Regions from separate parts of the Mus musculus genome. Here region 1 is linked to region 2. A link is a contact called in public promoter capture Hi-C data. All regions are on one chromosome and are shown on one strand. Each heading gives the region's core, a stretch centred on a gene start, on an enhancer-like site or on the middle of the called end of the contact. The rest is flanking DNA. Distances are from core to core; before and after follow the strand shown. Region 1 overlaps Trim29 (tripartite motif-containing 29). Region 2 overlaps Pou2f3 (POU domain, class 2, transcription factor 3).

The links. Capture Hi-C pulls out chosen DNA fragments and counts their contacts.
Region 1: a contact with region 2 is called in a promoter capture Hi-C map of adipose tissue. The contact joins two enhancer-like sites. A contact is called at or near these places in 4 of 39 promoter capture datasets (cranial neural crest, embryonic stem cells, frontonasal cranial neural crest and 1 more), 3 of 484 Hi-C or Micro-C datasets (embryonic stem cells and granulocyte-monocyte progenitors) and 3 of 9 other capture datasets (adipose tissue, embryonic stem cells and macrophages).

Annotation. Positions count from the first base shown.
Region 1 is chr9:43,314,102-43,321,223 of GRCm38.p6, reverse strand. It overlaps Trim29 (tripartite motif-containing 29), which reads right to left. Exons shown (of 9, transcript NM_023655.2): 2 at 1,803-1,898; 3 at 633-866. Among named protein-coding and RNA genes, the nearest start is that of Trim29, 6.9 kb to the right of the region's middle. Within about 2 kb of position 2,398, at least 27 of the 459 cell types and tissues checked have an H3K27ac peak or open chromatin away from gene starts, as enhancers often do. A contact at or near this core is called in adipose tissue, where this site is marked.
Region 2 is chr9:43,124,122-43,130,678 of GRCm38.p6, reverse strand. Pou2f3 (POU domain, class 2, transcription factor 3) reads left to right here. Exons shown (of 13, transcript NM_011139.2): 11 at 1,735-1,801; 12 at 3,222-3,363; 13 at 5,549-6,557. The coding sequence ends at 5,588. Among named protein-coding and RNA genes, the nearest start is that of Tlcd5, 11 kb to the right of the region's middle. Within about 2 kb of position 3,333, at least 35 of the 459 cell types and tissues checked have an H3K27ac peak or open chromatin away from gene starts, as enhancers often do. A contact at or near this core is called in adipose tissue, where this site is marked.

The DNA of each region.
Region 1 (7,122 bases), core at 1,149-3,648, 190 kb before region 2:
ATAGACAGGAGGATTGGTAGTGAATGGATGGATAAATAGTGGGTGGGTGGGTGGTAAGTAGATAGATGAGTGGGTTGGTTGGTTGGTTGGTAGTGAGTGGAGGGGGATGGGTAAAGAGTGGATGGGTGATAGGTGGGCATATTTGTAGGCATGGATGGATGGATGGATGGATGGATGGATAGATAGGTGGATGGGTGGGTGGTGGATGGATGGATGGATGGATGGATGGATAGGTGGATGGGTGGGTGGGTGGATGGATGGATGGGTGGGTGGGTAGATGGGTGAGTGGATGGATGGGTGGATAGGTGGGTGGGTGGGTGGATGGGTGTGTGGATGGATAGTGAGTGTATGGTAATGGGTGGGTGGATAGATAGTTAGATGAATAGTGAGCAGATAGGTAATGGGCGAGTGGATTGATGGTGAGTGGATGTGTAGAAATGGAAAGAAGAATGAATGGATTGACAGTGGGTAGATGGATAGGTAGTGAGTGGCTAAGGAATGAGTGGATGTACGGATAAATGGATGGTCAATGGGCAGTGAGTAATCGTACATGGATGAATAGCGAATGAGGGCCTGAGAGACTGGATGAGATGAGCATCAGGACCGAGGATTTGAACGGTGAAGTCGTCTACCTGCAGGAACAGCACCGAGTCACTGATGTTGTGCAGCTGCTCTCGGGTCTGCTTGTCCTCGTGCAGCACCTTGGCCCTCTCATCCAGAGCATCCACGATCACCTTCACTTGGTCCACAGCATCCTGCTCCCGCTGCTCCAGTGCAGCCCGTACTTCCTCCTTCTGCTTCTCCAGCTCCCTCACCAGGTCCCTGAAGTTCTGCTCCAGGATCGCCTTCTCGTTGGTGGTAAAGCTCTAGGTCCAGAGTCAGGGGAGGGTTGAGGAAGAGTTGCATTAAGAAAAAACCCCTAGGTTTCTAACAGAACAGAGAACCCCAGGGCCCTGACTTGACAAGCCAGTTGTCTACGAATCTCATTTGAAGGCATCATTGGGCGATGCCTCTTATGGATAACCATGCCAGTGTGTATGTTATTGTTCTAGGTGAATTGCTCTGTTGTTGTTGTTGTTGTTGCTTGAGACAGGATTACACGTAAACCAGGCTACCTTCAGACTTCTTATGTAGTCAAGGTTGGCTTTGAGCTTCTGATCCTCCTACCTCTACCCACTGAGTGCTGGGATGACAGGTGTGTGTCACCTGCACATCTGTCTGCAGGTGTTTCTTATGGCCCACTCTTCCTTATTTACCTTGGCTCTTTCCCGTGGGTGGGTCAACATGAGCCTCTATTCCATGCTCAAGTGACTCTCTAAAAGCCCCCACAGTCTCCCACAAGTCAGGGTATGCTTGCCGAAACCCCGACTAGCGCAAACATTATTTGGAAAGTAAATCGGTTGGCTGTTCCTGAGGCCAGGCTCTGCAGTCAGTAACTTTAGATGGGTTTGCAATTATCCAAGCCACAGCAGGCATACCGCTTACCATGCTGGCCCAAGAAGAAAAGAATGTGTATTTAGTAGCTGGGTAGTCTGGTGGGCAGAGCAGCCATTAGATGACATTGGAGGATACGTGGAGGAGGAATGGCTCTAGGGTCTTGTTTGCTGGCTCAGGTGATAGGGAAAAGCCCACCTCAATGTCCTAGGCTGAGAAGGAAAGTGGGAGGGAATGTCAAAGGGGGTGGGAGGCGCCTAAATATGGGTATCGCCATGGGGCCAAAGCCTGGAGCAGCAGCAGAGGTCTGCTTCTCTACAACAACACAGGCAAGTAAGGGCACAGCTGAAGAGCCTCGGGCTGCTCACCTTGATCCGGTCTTTCTCCTTTTGCCACTTCTCAACATCATCTTCAATCTCAATGATCTTCAGTTGCAGCTGTTCCTTTTGCAGTGACAGCTCGGTCTGTAGGGAAAGCGTAGAGGTTGAAGTTGTCAGGAACAGAGAGGGGCGGGGGAGACAGAACCAGAGACCCAGGCTGGTGATTCACCATAGAGCAAACTCAGGCACATTCCCCATGCATCTGTATAGCCCTTCACTCAGCTCATGATATCAGTACCTCAGATCTGCTGGGCTCTGTGCTACTGGCTAAGAATCCAGCAATGTATACAATGCCATGCTTCTGTGTTAATGGACCACTAGGGCTGAGCAGTTTGGCTGTGTCCTTATAGGACCTAAGCCTCCTAGAGCCTTCCTACCTAACCCGAAAGGTGGAAGATTCTGGTTCCCTTCAGTGGGCCTAGGCCATTGGTGAAAAAGATGATCTGGACTCAGCCCAGTCCAGTGGAGCCCTGCCCAGGGAGTGTCTTGTAGCAGAAACCCCGTGCAGCGTTTCTGTGGCATGACGCAGGCCTGGTGTTGCAAGCAAGAGCTGGGGTTGCCGCCGGCACAGACTCCGTCTAGGCAGGCACAGCTGTAAACCTGTTTATAAGAAAGGGAGCGTATCTGCAGTGTAGGCAAGATGGGAACACTCCCCCAGGCTCCCTGAAGGAAAAAAAACTACAGGGTGAGGCCAGGCAGTGGAGGAGAGGACCTGAGACCGTGTTCAGAGGCTCACAGAGTGTCGGACCCTGTGGTAGGCTTGGAAGAAGCTCTATCAGGAGGGCACTGAGACATCAGGATTACACTCACCCTTGACTTCCATGTGGGGAAAAGCCCTCCTCTGAAAAGTAGCTCTCACTGGGGCAGATTGGAGGTGTGAAGCTAAAGCCAAGGCTATCCAATGAGTCAAAGGCACCTCTGTTTTCCTCCTGGGCCTCACTTGGGCTCCCAAAGCCCTGTCCAGCTTGGAAGATAAAGGGGTGATCCTTCAAGGAGGTCTTGCATGACTCAGAGCTTCCCAGAACCACCGGGGTTCAAAAACAGACTCTTACTCGTCTCTCTAGCCATCTCCCCGGGGAACCTACAAGAACACCTTGGCTAAGGTGAAGAAATCACAAGCCATGAGGCAGGTGAGCTCTCCAGGCAGGGTATCATGAGCAGCTGGGCCTGCAGCATCAACAGCTGCTTTTGAACAGAACATGGAACCAAGGAGCGCCTGTAGCCGAGGCTGAGGGACTGCCCTGGGATGGTCGCAACAATCCCCAGAGCATGGCTTCTAATGGTAAATAGGTTCCCATTGGCTTTTTAAAATTGGTGCCCAGAGGTGTGGAAAACAGGGACTCAGGAGACACAGAGACCCCCCCCCACTCCCAGGCAGGAAGTCCTGCTTCCATGACCTGTCCACCACCACCACCATATTCCCAGGCTCTCCAGGCAAAAAGAGTCTAGGATGTTCTCAGCAAGCACCTGTCCCACTGCCAACATCTGAAAACCCCACAGCATGGAAAATACCATCGCCAGAGAGGAAGACAGGCTTGCAGGAGGAGATGAGGGTGGGGACTTGGCTGGGTCTCTGGAACAAAGCTTGAGAGAAGACACAGTAGCAGCAGGGGTGGGGGGAACAAAGAGAGTAAGCCCTCACCCTCCAGCTCTGCTCCTTGAGGTGAAGAATCAAAATGCCCAGGAAACAACACTTGCAGAGCTAGTGATCTAAAGACCCTAATGTGGTCCAGGCCTGAGCAGAAGCTCTGTACCCTGAGGAATAGGCATAGAAAGTGTGTAATAAGGATAAGGATAAGGGGTGTGTCCCAGCAACTCTCCCATCCCTAAAGAATTCCTGGGGGAAACCAGGGTCCAAGTAGAGCAGGAGGCCTCCCATCTTTTGTAGCTAAGTCTTTCGAATAGGTTCACTCAAAGCTCGTGAATAAGAATCCAAGATTGAGACCCTTAATCGCCACCCGCAGGCAGGCTGTGGGGTCTTATAAATTCCTCTGCTTCCCTGTGCTCTAGCTCCATCTGTGCTGTGGAGGAAACCTGAGCACCCGTACCCACTACCAAGGGTGTAGGAGAGATGGGGATCACCAAGTGATGCTCTCAGAAAGCACCTGGCACAGAGTAAGCACTGACTGAGTAATGTCCCCATGGCCACTTCTCTACGGCACCTCCCAGGTGGGGCAAGGCGGTAGATATAGCAAGTGGGGTAGTGGCAGACGTGCTCAGGTGACTGAGACATGTTAGATGGTGAGGCTGGTACGTGGGGACTGATGGAGTCCAGATGTGGTATAGACACAGTCAGGATGTGGGCAGACTTCAGAGTGGACAATGGCTGGGACACCAGCCTTAAAGGGTAAGATACCCCCTTGCAAGGAGGACCCTGGGGGAAGCAGGAAAGAGGTTGGAAAAGGTGGAGAAAAGGCAAAGCCCTGCTAGTGGAAGAAGATGAATGGCGGAGTTAGGAGCTGGAGGTGAACCGTGGTACCAAAGACACCTATCAAGAGCTGTGTGGCCAGTCCACAGCTGGATGAAGGCTCTCCCTTGGATTGGCTAGCCAAGAGGAAGGAAGGTGGTCCCGAGTCCAAGGGATAGAGCTCAATGCAGCTTAGGCCATGGAGCATATAAGCTAAGGACAAAGAGAGATCAGCTCCTGGGAGTCCACAGTTATGAAAGACAGGGAGGGAAGGGGAGGGCAGGGGCCATCTGAGGTCTGGAGAGGAGAGTTGGGGTGTTGCCCAGCCACCTATGTTGGCAGGAGGAGATGGCCAGCCTGGGCACGTGCAAGGACAGGATCAGAAGCGGAGACAGGCTGTCTGCATCAGTGGGTGGCAGAATGGGTCAGGGCAGAGGAGAGACTGGCCCTCCTCTTCTCTGAGGTTCTAAAGATGTTAGACATGGGCTGGGAGAGGCCCGGTACCTACACCATGGTCAGCAAGACCAGACCTGCAGGATACAGTGTATTCCTGGAGCTGGAAGTAGTGTCACAGTATTGGCTCCTTTTCCCATCTAGGGGGAGTCTTGTCCCATTGAGGACATGTGTTAGAGCCAGATCCCTAGGGATGTGCCTCGGATCTTCTTAGTGTTTGTCAGGTTTTATTCTGCATAGAAAGTAACAACAGGATATCCAAAGATACCATAACTATAGCATTGGGCTACTGAGCATCTCCTACAAGCCAAAGACCCTGTGGAGGTCAGTGGTGTTAGCCACACACTGCAGAAGCAGCAACCAAGACCTAAAGGGGCTATGTAACCGGTCCGAGTGTGCACATTGAGAAAGAGATGTAAAGGCAAGTTATAATCACGGGGCTCATTTCTTGTTCTGTGGTCTTCAGAAGCCCCTTGTGAGGTAGGAGTCTAGACATTCCTAGGACATAGACCTTGTCCTTTACCGAATTCCTTCCTCTTTGGAGCTGGTGAAGTTCAGCAATTCTCCCTTCCTACTGCACACACACACAAACACACACACACACACACACACACACACACACACACACACACTAGCTATCACTCTTCTACTCCCCTTACCCCTCCCCCAGATGCTCCAGATGACTGACAGGCCTCAGTGCTCCACCCCTCCCCTTTCCTCCCTCCTGGCTTCCTCCCACTCCTCTCTTCTTTCTCTACACCCTGCCCAGGCCTGTCCCTAAATGCTTCCTTTGTTCCCTTCTCCCACACTGTCTGGGGCCTCTCCTCTGTGAAGGCTAGGATGGCCTTTGTGGTGGGTTGCTCAGCATTAAAATTCTTGTGGCCTTGAGTGAGTAGAAGCCCCCTGAGAGTAGAGGGATGGCACTTCCTGGGGTGCTTCAGCCTAGACTGGCGATCAAGTGTAGACACAGTCAAGCACTAGACCCGTGGACCAGCAGGGCCCCGGGAAAGAAGAACCTGGCTGGCCAAGCTGTTCCATCAGCCTGGATTAACTGCATGGGCCCTGGGCTGTGACATTTACCAAATGAGCCAGTTAATTGCCAAATTTGTACTCTCAGACACATAGTAATTACCTGGATAAGAATCTGAAATGCTGAATAGATTTCATATTTCTATGCTCACATGTCAAATGGCCTCCTATCTGTCCACAGGCTTCACTGAGGGGTCCCCTCTCACTCCCTCAGCTTCCTCCTGCCTCAGGTTAAAGGATGGTGCCAGCCAGAGTTCGAGGCTTCATCCTGGCATCTGCAGACCATGGAGGAGCCCTACAGCTGTCACTACCCACCCCTTAGCTTCATTTCCCTTGTGGTGAATTGGGCTACCTTCCCCTGCCCAGCTACACATTAGAATCCCTGTGAACCAGAATGTCTCAGAGCAGAGACTGGGACTCTGTTTTCTAACAGATCACCGAGTGACCCCCACCTGCAGCCTGAAGTTTGGAGGCCCCTAGATTTGATGATCACAAGAAGACTCTTCTAATCCTGCTAGGGAAAAAGGTTTGAAGTAGTAGAGAGAAACCCTCCATCCCGCCCCACCTCAACTCTTCATTCCTAGCCTGTATGAGTCCCTGCATCACTGAGCCTGCCCTCCATCCCTCAGGACTGCTTCATTTGTAATCATGCAAATGCTGAGCCCAACCCTGACCCACCCACGGGAGCTCCTTAGAGACTGGATCACCAACCACCTGCCTGGTTCTCACTTTCCAGTCCTTTAATGGATTCCCCTCTTCATCCAACTGATCATGCCCCCGTCTCACACCTAGACCCTGAAAATGACCAATGAGATTCTAAGCAGCCCAGCTTTTAGTCTGGCTCCTCTTCCTGAACCCCAGCCCCCACCACCTGCTCAAAGAGCTTTCCTCCCCAAATGAGCACAGCAAGAAACCCAAGGACCAGTGGCTGCATTAGCCTGCTACCCTAGTGGCTCAGTCTTGCTCAAAGAATTGGGCAAGAGGATGAGAAATCAAGCCACAAGGCAAAGTAAGAGAACTGAGTCAGATGAGGATATCTAGAATGTGGACTGGTCACTTAGTGTGAGCCCTTTGGGGTAGCACTCCAGTTTGAATGTCAGCAGCATATACCTTCCTATGCCAACGATGTCAACCCAGAGACCAGGTCAAATGCACCTTAAGACAGGGCCACCTGGAGCAGGCAGCTGTAGCTGGAAGGACTCGGAATGGTTAGGGAGGACGATGGATAAATAGGATGCTGATATCCCTCTTCATCTTATCTCCTATCATAGCCTGAGAGAACACAGAGGTATAAGCTGGACCAGTGAGCACCTATGGGACATTGGGACATTGAGAGTAGAGAGGGAAGCACTGAGATTCACTAGAGGAAAGGGCCACTATCATGTGTTACAACACATGATCTTTTCCCAGCACAGTCTG
Region 2 (6,557 bases), core at 2,084-4,583:
ATTGCACAGATCAGGTTGGCACCATTTGCTACCACATGTAAAGAAAAGGAAAATCTTGTTTAAAGTAAGTGACCCTCCATATGCATGCTTACATATGCATAGCCTGTCTTTACCTGGAAATGGAAGGAGCTAATGACAGTGACTGCCTACCTTATTATCTATTTGAAAACAACCAATTTCTTGGGTGTGGCATCTGGGAGGGGAGGAGAGGAGAGGAGGTGACTGATAGCATCTCTCACCACTCTGCTGCTCCTCCCAAACTGTCCCACTCATGCCTCTACTCCTCATAGCCTTGCCCACTGAGCAAGCACATTGTAAAAGGTTAGTGGAAGCGTGGAGGAGGGTCACCGAGAACATGCTACATCCTGTTGGAGGGGCTATTCCAGAGGAGGGGAGGACCTTAGCAGATGGCAGCTCCCTAAGTAGAGTCTCTACATCCGCGTCCTATGAAGATGCTGCTCAGAGCTTCCTGGGCTACATGAGAAAGGTCAAAAGAGTTAAAATTCTGCAGACCTCAGCTCAAAAGTGGAGCTAAAAGAACATCTAGAGATAAGCAGGAGTCCATAGCGTGAGTGAGGGAGCCAGCATTGAACAAGCTGGTGCTCTTTGCCAGCTGCAGGGTTGAAAGCTTTATAGACGTTATCTCATTAAATCTTAATTAAAAGAAATATCAGGGAGGTGCTGCTGCTGTTTCACAGATGAGAGAACCAAGCCTCCCTGGGGTTGATAACTTACTCATAGTCACGCAGATGGTGAATGGCAGAGCCAGGTCTCACACCTCTGTCTGTCTGTTCCTTGTTATTCTTGTGCTAGGCTGTTTTGGATAATCATAGTGAGGGGTAGGTTCCTGAACAGGAGATTAAACTTTGTGCATCTCCCGTGTGTGTGTACATGTGTGTATGTGTGTGTGTGTGTGTGTGTGTGTGTGTGTGTGTGTGTACATGTGTGTGTGTGAGTTGTTGAATATCTTCCTCAATTGCTTTTCATCTGTTTTTTTGTTGTTGTTGTTGTTGTTGTTTTTTGAGATAGGTTCCTTCCCTGAGCCTGGTGCTCCCTGGTTTGGCCACACTGGATCCTCTTGTCTTTGTCTTCCCAGCATGGGATTACAGGCTATGACTGTTGTACCTAGCTTTTACATGGGTGTTGGACATTTGATCTCTGGCCCTCAGGCTTGAGAGTCAAGCACTTTAAATCTCTGCCTGCCTGTCTGCCTCCCCCACTCCCCCTCTCCTCCCCTCCCCTCCCTTCCCCCTTCCCTCCCTCCCCTCCCCCTCTTTGCCTCCCTCCGCCCCCTCCCTCGGACAGGGTCATGTTATGTAGCAGTAGCTGACTCAGAACTCACAGCCATCTCCTGCCTCAGTCTCCCAAGTGTTGAAAGTGGAAATGGAGCAGGCAGCCAGCAGCATCTGTGAGAACAAGGACCTCATAGGCTTGCTCCTCTTACGGCCAGGGCACCCCGGCAAGCCTTCAGCCTGGCAGTACCAGAGAAACTTTGCCAGGGCCCTTAGCAGAAGAGGGAGTAGTCTGTGTCTGTACCAGGGAGCTTCCGCAGCAGGCCGGAAGTGGGTCTGGTACATCGTGGTCCACAGGTCTTCCTATGAAGTACAAGGTGAAAATTTTGGAGTAGGAGGTCATCAAGGAAGGCAGACTGCTCTCTGCAGCCTTTAGCCCAGTGTCCCGAGAGAAGAAGCAGGGTGTCGCACGGACACTCACAAGCCTCTCTTGTTTTTTCAGGTCTCTCCCTCAGGGTCTCTGGGCCCCCTCTCAGTCCCTCCTGTCCACAGCACCATGCCTGGAACAGGTGAGCTTTCAAATGAGGTTTCCAGACACTACAATTAATCGAAATAACATATTAAAACTGAAAGGACCGGGGAGTGGTGGACAATCCTTTAATCCCAGCCCTTGGGAGTCAAGGGGGCGGGGGGGGGGGGTGTTCAAGGCCAACCTGGTACACAAAGTAAGTTCCAGAACAGCCAGAGCTACCTAGAGAAACCTTGTCTCAAAGGAAACAAAGCCACTCAACCTAAATCAGGATTCCCTCGGTGTATCTCAAAAGACATTAGAAATCAGAATAGAAAAGAACAGGGCTCTGAATTCAATTCCCAGCAACCACATGGTAGCTCACAACCATCTGTAATGGGGTCCGATGCACTCTTCTGGTGTGTGTCTGAATCTTGAAAAAATATTTATTTTTATGTATATGAGTATACTGTAGCTTTACAGATAGATGGTTGTGAGGTTACATGTGATTGCTGGGAGTTGAATTTAGGACCTCTGCTCACTCCAGTCAGCCTCACTTGCTCTGGCCCAAAGATTTAGTTATTATTATAAAAAAGTACACTGTAGCTGTCTTCAGACCCACCAGAAGAGGGTATCAGATCTCATTATGGGTGGTTTGAGCCACCATGTGGTTGAACTCAGGCCCTTCAGAAGAGCAGTCAGTGCTCTTCACCGCTGAGCCATCTCTCCAGCCCCAGGGGTCTACTTTTCCATAAGCACCTGTAGTGTTTCAAAGAGCTTAGTGAGGTGGCCATATGCCCAGCTATTTTGTAGAATCACCAGTAGTTGCCTCAAATGGTGGGGTGCATCTCAATATGCCCCCCTCCTTTTTTTTTAAATCTTAGTTTGACAAGTAAAATATATGGCACTCTATCCATGAAACACATGTTGGGGTTCTCAGGTCAAGGAATATCTACTTAGTCCAAAGCCAGCATTTTACAGAGGATAAAAATGAGCTTTGGGGTGGGCCAGGGCAGGCCCAGAGGGGGCTTGGGTCCCCTTGAAGGGGGCCTCGTGTGTCTTCTTTGTGGAGTCAGTGAATGCGAGGTTCTGGCAGGTCCCTCTGCTCTCAGGTTAGCTTTCTCCCATGCCTCTTCCTTTCCTAAGCTTCATAGTCTTTTCCCCTCCCGCCCAGGGTGTGTCTCACAGTAGGATGATTTTTGGCATCTGTCCTCTGCATTTGGCAAGTCTTGGACTGCCAGAACCAGCCACACTACTCTGAGGGCCTGGGCTGCAGAGAGCACTTGAAATGAGCGCCCCACCAAGGATGGGCTGATGGGTGGGCCTTGCTATTGACTTGGTGGAAGGTGGGCAGATGGGCGGGGGTGGCATGCCCTATGGGGATTCCATCAGGAAATCGTGTGTTGGAAGGGCTGTGTCATGAAGGTCCCCAGACCCAGCAGCATTATTTTGGCCTTGTTTTTGTCTCTCTTTGTCCTTAGTAACGTCATCCTGTTCCCCTGGGAACAACAGCAGGCCTTCGTCTCCTGGTTCAGGACTCCATGCCAGCAGCCCCACAGCATCTCAAAATAACTCCAAAGCAGCAATGAACTCCTCCTCCTCCTCCAGCTTTAACTCCTCGGGGTAAGTAGAGGGCAGCGAGGAAGCATCTGGCAGGCTCAGGGGCATGTGAGGAGCTGGGCCAGTGCCACAGGCGAGAACTGGAAACAGAAAGTGGGGTAGCAGTGGAGATCGATGGAGGAGGGAGACTGGACTGCATCCCCCAGGGATCAAGGATTTAAAAAGAAGCTGTAGCCAGTGAGCAGTCCTGGCAAGGGCTGATATCAACAAAGCCAAAATTTCCATCCTCACTTCGATGGTGGAAATTTCCAAATGCTCACATGAGAAATGATCAGGTCCTTCGCTGGCCTCAGGAGCACTCCCTACCAAGAACTTAGGTCACAGGACATTCTGACCTGAGTCTGGAGCTCAGAAGTTGACCAACTCTGGCCTTCAGGTGTGGCTGGAACAGGGAGACAAAGAAGTGCTGTCAAGTCCTGTCTCCCAGTTATACCTGGGAGTCTTCAGGTATAACGGGCCTTAGCTCCCTAGGTGACTACTAGAAAAAGTGTCCTTAGAAGGGATGCCATGAGAACCTTCTCAGGTGCAGAAGAAGGCAGAGGTGTGGGGGCTGGGGCACATAGTCTAGTTGGCAAAGTGGGTGCCTTGCAAGCATGAAGGCTGAGTCTAAACACCAGCACTACAGCCAGGTGTGGCTGTGTGCTTGTGATCCCAGTGTCAGAGCTGGGGTAAGAGCCAGGCAAGAAGCCTCTGAGTTTCTGGCCACTGAAAGAGCCTGTCTTCAATAAAGTGGGTAGCATGCCTAAAGATCACACCCAAGGTTGCCCTCTGGCCTCCATATGTGTGCACACAGATTATCTTAAGGTTTTTTTTGCTTTGAAGAGACCAAGGCAACTCTTATAAAGGAAAACATTTAACTGGGGCTGACTTACATACAGTTCCAGAGGTTTAGTTCATTATCATCATGGTGGGAAACACAGCAGTGTCCAGGCAGGCATGGGGCTGGGGGAAGGAGCTGAGAGTTCTATATCTTCAACCCAAGGCAGCAAAGAGAGACTGTGCACCACACTGGGCATAGTTTGAACGTGTATGAGGGCTCAAAGCCCAGTCCTACAGTAATATGCTTTCTCCAAAGGCCACACCTACTCTAACAAGGCTAAATTTCCTAATAGTGCCACTCTCTATGAACCAAGTATTCAAACACATGAGTCTAAGGGGGCCCAAACCTAGTCTAACAGCCACACAGATGCACACACATACATTGTTTTAAAAAAGAAATTTGGTCATTGTGGTACATACTTGTAATCCCAGTATATAGGAGTCTGAGGCAGGAAGACCATGAATTTGGAGGCAGCCTGTTTTAAACATAATGAGACCCTGTCTGTCTTAGGATTTTATTGCTGTGAACAGATACCATGACCAAGGCAACTCTTATAAGCACAATATTTAATTGGGGCTGGTTTTCAGGTTCAAAGGTCCATTATCATCAAGGCAGGAACATGGCAGCATCCAGGCAGGCATTGGTGCAGGAGAGTGTAGCCGAGAGTGCTACATCTTCATCTGAAGGCTGCTAGCAGAATACTCACTTTCAGGCAGCTAAAATGAGGGTTTTAAAGCTCACACCCACAGTGATAGACCTACTCCAACAAGGCCACACTCCCAACAGGGCCACACCTTCTAATAGTGCCACTCCCTGGGCTGGGCATATACAAACCATCACACTGTCTTTTTTGTTTTGTTGCTGTTATTTTTCTGAGATAGGGTTTCTCTGTGTAGCCCTGGCTGTCCTGAAACTCACTGTGTAGAACAGTCTGGTCTTAAACTCAGAGATCTGCCTGCCTCTGCCTCCCAAGTATTGAGATTCAAGGCATGTGCCACCATTGGATCTGTGAGACTTTTTTAAACACACAAACAAACCAAGTTGAGTGATAGATTATGCACTTGAGATGAATCCACTCGTCCAAATCCAGTCAGTTTGGCAAGACATCTAGCTTCTATTATCTAGATGTTTCATAACTAGAAAGTCAGAATTTCTGGGGGTGAAGAGACCCAAATAATTTCAGTAGTTTCATATTGAAAATACGATTCCTACACCATCAAGTTCACAAGGTTGTGCATCCATTACTCTCTTCCAGGATGTCTCCCTCACCCATTAAGGATCTCCCTGCCTGCCTGTTTAGCTGTCATCTCTCTGTTCCTCTCTGTCAGGTTTGTAACTCAGTCTGGCCTGGTTTTCTCTTCCTTCTAGATCATGGTACCGTTGGAATCATCCTACCTACCTCCACTGAGACCAAAAACTTCCTCCCTTTCCACCTGGCCCCTAGTTCCCAAAAGGAGGAAGAGAGTCGTGCCTTCCACATAGGGACAGACACTTTGAGAAGAATGGGAGCAATGGCCACTGCTGAAGAGCAAACCCATAGTCTTGCCTTCTCCTGGATCCAGAGCTTTCGGAGAACCTAACTGTGACCAAAGGCCGCACTCTTGCCTTGGGCTCTTCATCACCCCGCTGGGAGTTTACTGTGTTCGCCTGCCTTGGGGCCCCCTCCATGCTCTCCTGGTGGCTTGACCTCTTGGAGAAAGGGCATTCTGCCATTGTTAGTTTTCAGCTCACCCATGGGCTTCTAGGACAGCCTTTTGCTCGGTGTGCCAAACTGCAAGAAGGGTAGATTATGGCTTTGACTCTGACCTCAGCCACAATCCCGAACAGATCCCAAATTCTATGGAAAGACTGAAATCTCACGTCTCCACCAAAGCCTTATCTTGTTAAATTAGCACAGTTTTCCCATGGAATCTCCATTTTTGCCCAATTTTCTTTCAGCCCTTACTCCCTTTTCTACAACCAAATCTGTCTATTCCTGGGTCCTACAAAGTCCCTTCCTCTCTACAAATGGCTGAGCTACCCTCTGGCCATGTTGTTCCATCCACAGGTACTCCTCTGTTACCCACATGTACCCAAATTCCAGGACATTGTCTTTTCTCTGCTCCCTGTGGGTCTCCTTGTCCGGTCCCCTCTCCTTTCTCCTGGCCACAGAAAAGTGATGGCTGCGTTCTTGTACATAGTCCTTTCCTATTCTGCACCATGACCTTTCTTTAATGTGTAATTTCCAGCAAGATGTTTAACTCAGGTGTGAACTTTGAAGATGTTTCTATATTATTTTATCTTCCATTAGAAAAGGAAGGGGGATACCAAAGTGTGTAATACCCCACAGAGTTCCCCCGTGAGCTGGGGTTCTGTTGACTTGGGGGGAACCTTATAT